Linked DNA regions of Gossypium hirsutum: region 1 is linked to region 2. The links are chromatin contacts, called in public Hi-C maps. All regions are on one chromosome and are shown on one strand. Each heading gives the region's core, a stretch centred on a gene start, on an enhancer-like site or on the middle of the called end of the contact. The rest is flanking DNA. Distances are from core to core; before and after follow the strand shown. Region 1 holds the start of LOC107962890 (zinc-finger homeodomain protein 5). Region 2 holds the start of LOC121211246.

Region 1 (2,700 bases), core at 134-2,633, 860 kb before region 2:
TTTAAATAAAAATTCAAGTTATGAATTTTTTTTCCCAAATAAAACAAATTACTGAAAAATGAAAATGTGAATTATGATTCAAAATCATTAATTTATTTGTATACAAGTAACGATGATTAGGATTATCGACAGTGACAAGAGAAGACGTAGATATAGAAACAGGGAAGTGATTGAATTGGGAAATTGATGATATGAAGTATGAAGCAAATGGGAAAATTTTCAGAGTGGTAAAGGAGCTGAGGTGATAAAACAAAAATATGATAAAAGTGGTAAGGAAGGATTCTGGAGTTGGAAATAGCCAATGGTTGAAGCTGTACTGCACCCAAAATATATAAAAATAATATGAACAGTGAGGAAGCAAGTACCAAAGCAATACAACGTGGAAAAGTGCAGAGAGACAAATAAAAGGCATCGATTGCATCACGGAAAGGCAAAGACCTTGCTTGGGGGCAAGCGTGGTCGTTGCCAGACAGTTTGCAGAAATGCGCACCTTAAGCTCTTTTGATCATTCAAATCCATATATTTTCATACACACACTAGTCTCAGGGCTCAGCACGAACAGGACAACAACTCTCCCTGTGGACCATCCCCACAGTTTTTTAACTTTTCACCCCTACCAGCATGTTTAAAAGATCTTTCTTTTTTAACTTGTAATGGAGTGTTTATTAGTTTCTGGAAACCTGTTTTATTAAGAAAAGTTGAGGTTTCGGGGAAGGATTATGGAGGAAGCAAAGTTATGTCGCATCAAGGGGAGTCACTGTACTTTATCTATCTGTTTGCTCATTTGAGGGAGGTAGCTCAAGTGGGTAGATTTTGGAATCTTTTTTAACTCTAAAATTACACTAATCTGATTCCAACACCAGTTATTAGAAGTGGAGGAAAGTAGACCTTACCCCAAATATATTAATTAATTAATTTCTGTTCAATTTAAGTTTTTTTTTAATTCACAAATTATAACTACTTTAATACAACTAACTTTTATTTTTATTTAATTTATCATTTTTTTTCCACACAAGTTGAATTAGTAAATTTTTGGGTTTTTTTAAGTGTAGCGACTATAATACAATTAAGGTCCCAATAATCATAAATATCAACTTATTACATGTAAAATCAATTCATTATATTAAAAATAAATTAAAAATAGATAAAATTAAAACTAAAATCAACAAATTAATTAAAGTAAAACCCACCTATAAAAAACATATATACATATTTTAAAAAGAAAAATAGGGCATATACATTAGTCGTAGATTTTTGTTTTAAAACCGGAAGGGCAATAATGAAGAGTAAGTGGGACCCGAATGTGGCAGGGCGTGGGATAGGGATGAACATGACGTTGTCGGTTGTTTTGTACAGAGAAAGACTCCTTTAATCTCGTCAGAATCTCTCTCTTTCTGTTTTTGTTTTTAACACAAACCAAACTCTCTCTTTCTCTCTCTTGTCTCTAAACATTGACTCTTTTAATTTTTTCATTTTTTTTTTATCTTTCCCTCGGCTTCAACATAAGCAACCAAGCTGTCGCTTGTTGGATATGTAGTTGGCTTGTTGGGGGCACAGAAGCAAATCCAGATCTTTAACCCTAAAACTCATACCCCAGATCCATCTCTTTTCTTTCATGGTGTCTTAAAGCCTTAAAAGCTGCTGCCCACTTGCAGTTTCTGCCGTTTGCTGGTCATCTCTTTTTTAGGTCTGTGACTTTTGGTCCCATTTCAACTTTAATGTCTTTTGTTTGTTCTTTCTCAAGATATTGATTTCATCTCTCTCTCTCTCTCTCTTTCTCTCTCTCTTTCTTCTTTATCTCAGCTTACAGATGTTGTAACGGTTGAAATTAGCGGTATGGGTCGATGGATTTTGGCTGGATAATGCTAAATATCGGGAGGAATATAGGGGAAAGGGAAAACAATAAGATATCTAACCTAGATAAGCTTCTTGCATCATCATCATCATCACCGTCATCTCTTTTGATAACGTTTCAAAGTTTTCCGAGTTAGGTGAATAGTTGAATAGTGAGCTTCATTTTAGGCTCTTTATTTTGTGTTTAGTCGATAATTAGTTGTTAAACTATGGAAGTTAGAGGTGAAGAACATGATATTAAAACGCCAGTGCGAGATGGGGATCATAATGGTGCTGCGGTTCTCACTTGCACTCAAACCCTAGACCAAGTTCATCGTCCCCAAAGGCAACAGTCACTTGGCCATGTTGGAAGATCTCCGAACCCGGATCGAATCGCCGGCGCCAGTGTTGCACCCATTTCAGTCAGTTCTAACACGAAGCCATTGGCGGGTGTCGTTAGGTATCGAGAGTGTCTGAAGAACCACGCTGCCAGCATCGGCGGAAACGTTTACGATGGGTGCGGTGAGTTCATGCCTAGTGGAGAAGAAGGAACACTGGAAGCGTTGAAATGTGCAGCCTGTGACTGCCACCGCAACTTCCACCGCAAAGAGGTTGATGGAGAGACCCAACAATTCGGGGGTAGGAGAAGCTTGATGCTTAACCCTCTTCAGTTGCCTCCACCATTGCCCTCTCCAACCATGCTGCACCACCACCACCATCACCATCAAAAGTATACAAGTCCACCCAGTGCAATGGTTACACCAATGAATGTAGCGTTTGTTGGCGGTGGCACCGAGTCTTCAAGCGAGGATCTTAACATGTATCAGTCTAATCCGGAGGGAATGGCGGCAGCAGCACCCCCATATG
Region 2 (2,700 bases), core at 16-2,515:
TATTTTTAACATATTACCTCATTTGGTTAAATAGTTAATTAATAGTGTTTTTATCATTGAGTCTCATGTTCGCTTTCTCTTCTAAGCGCATTGATATTTTTTTATTTCATGTTGTTTCAAGCTCTTTTTTGTTAATTAATAAAGATATTATTTTCAAGTTTTTTATTTTCAATTTATCTTTTTAATTAATAACTTTTTTATAAAATCACATAATTATTACCAAATATCATTATTTTTAGTAAATATAATTTTTATTATATAATTGACAATAATTATTTTATTTTATAAATAAAAGAGTGATTAATTAAAAATAAAAAAAACTTGAAAACAAATATATTTATTAATTAAAAACATTAATTAAAAATAAAAAAATTGAAACAACATGAAATAAAAATATAAATATGAGTAGGAGAGAAATTGAAGCTGAGACTCAAAAGACTAAAATCACTTACATTTAACTATCTAACTTTTTGACATATTAACTCTTTTGGTCAAATAGTTAAAAGTTAGTGGGTTTGTCTTCAAATCTTAGGTTTAATTTCTCTCCTACTCACATTTCTATTTTTATTTCATTTCTTTCAAGCTTTTCTTTTATTTTTAATTTCTATTTTTAATAAATTAGCTCATTTGGTTAAATGGTTAATTAATAGTGATTTTATCTTTGAATCCTAAGTTCAATTCCTCTTTTGAGCATATTTTATTTTTTATTTCATGTTGTTTTAATTTTTTTATTTTTAATTAATAATTATATTAATTTTCAGTTGTTTAATTGTCTTTTTAAATAATAACTCTTTTATGCAAAGATCAAATAATTATTTTTATAATTAAAAATAAAAAATAAAACTTGAAACAACAAGAGCATGAAATAAAAAAAAAGAACAAATGAGGAACCAAATCCGATATTTAATGACAAAACTATTAATATTTAACTATTTAACTAAAAAAATTTAATGTGTCAAAAAATTAAAAAACAAACTTTACAAAAATGCGTTTTCTATTTTTCTTCCCAAAATTAATATATTTCTCTAAATATTCTCTACCTAAAACCTTAAATATTTTTAAAGGGCCAATTTCTTTTTTCAAATTCGGCCCATTTTAACGTATAATATACTTTGTATTTAAATTAAATTATTTTTATCATTAAAAAAATCAATTTTTATCTGTTCTCAAAATTCTAACTAGCGAGTAGTACTATTTTTCAGAATATTGTTATTTATTTATCTTCATGTACGCAATACTTCGAACAGCTTCTGATCTCTGGTGAATGGCCCTCCCTCGGCTAATCCCATCCCATTCATCTTCTTCTTCGCTCACTCACCAACCTTCGATAAGCCCCAACGCTGTCGGTCCTTATCTTTTAAACCCTAATTTCAAGCCATTTTCCAACTCTTCTTCGCTCTTCCAATCCCCCAGGTTCCATAGGCTCGGCTCCCTCCGATGCTTCGCTTCCTCTTTCCCGGAGAAACGCCACCCGTATCCTCCCCAATCAGATGAATCCGTACAGATCCCTCTATTTCCTCTCCCCTTAGTTCTCTTCCCCGGCGCTGTTCTCCCCCTCCAGATCTTCGAGTTCCGTTACCGCATTATGATGCACACGCTCCTCCACACCGACCTCCCCTTTGGCGTTATTTACTCTGATCCCGTCGGTGGCACCTTTGACGTCGGCTTCGTCGGAGAGATTTTCAAGCACGAACGCCTCGTCGACGACCGCTTCTTTCTCATTTGTGAATGTTATGAGTATCACTTGTAACACTAAAGTTAGTTAAAAAGTAGTTAGTTTGGTGTTAGCTGTTAAGGTTAGTTAGCAGCTATCTCTGTGTATTAAATAGCATGTAAACGACTAAAGAAAGAATTGAATGAAGATAGATATTTTTCACGTATCTGTTATAATGTCTAACAGTGAAGGCCAAGAACGGTTCCGCGTCACCAACATCCTACGTAGGAAACCATATCTTGTCGCGGAAGTCAACTGGCTCGAAGACTCCCTCCAGCGACGAGGATTTAGAAGGAATAGCCGATGAAGTGGAGAGTTGCACGAAAGACGTGATTCGGTTATCGAATCGTCTCAATGGAAAACCGCTAAAGGAAGCGCAGGATTTGAGGAGGAACCTATTTCCGACTCCGTTTTCATTCTTTGTAGGGAGTACATTCAAAGGGGCGCCGAATTGTCTGCAGCATCGGCTGTGAAAGACGTGTTTCCCTCTTCATGACGAGAGAATTGAGTAAATTTTAAAGCAAACTTTGTTTAAATTTTGGTGAATATGTTGTTGTGTGTAATTTTTTGTACACGAAGGCATCATTTTTATATGAAATTTTGCTTGTTTCTCACTAGTCGTTGTTAGAATCTTGAATGAATTGTTTATACTAACAGGGTTAATTTGCACAGAAGATAGTTTTTGGGATATGGTTTATTCTTTATGTTACTGCTACTTTTTGGATACTTAGACTGTATTGATGGCCGATGAGGTTTAGTTTCCTTGAATAGGGGTAGTAGTTAGTTTTTCGAGCAGAATTTTGTAAAGGGCTTTGTAATTCAATCATTTCTTTTTCCTGGATTGAGCATTGTTGTCAAAGGGCCGTAGAAACTATCTCAGTTTTCAAGCTGTTGATTTTGTTGTTCGCAGCATTGTTAGCCGTAGAAACTAAGCTGATTCATTTCTGGTCAATGGAGAATTCCTATCTCCGAGACTCCAACTCCAT

Evidence for each region. Hi-C and Micro-C count contacts between places; a contact is called where the count stands out from the background.
Region 1: a Hi-C map of leaf shows a contact between it and region 2, with 2.2 times the contacts expected there. The contact joins the promoter of LOC107962890 here to the promoter of LOC121211246 in region 2. A contact is called at or near these places in 2 of 34 Hi-C or Micro-C datasets (both in leaf).

What each region holds. Positions count from the first base shown.
Region 1 is chrA01:24,970,169-24,972,868 of Gossypium_hirsutum_v2.1, reverse strand. It overlaps LOC107962890 (zinc-finger homeodomain protein 5), which reads left to right and starts at 1,383. Exons shown (of 2, transcript XM_016899442.2): 1 at 1,383-1,687; 2 at 1,804-2,700. The coding sequence starts at 2,064.
Region 2 is chrA01:24,109,909-24,112,608 of Gossypium_hirsutum_v2.1, reverse strand. LOC121211246 reads left to right here and starts at 1,265. Exons shown (of 2, transcript XM_041083833.1): 1 at 1,265-1,730; 2 at 1,901-2,187. The coding sequence starts at 1,265. The coding sequence ends at 2,187. LOC107943868 (glucose-induced degradation protein 8 homolog) reads left to right here and starts at 1,152. Exons shown (of 10, transcript XM_041098102.1): 1 at 1,152-2,222; 2 at 2,625-2,700.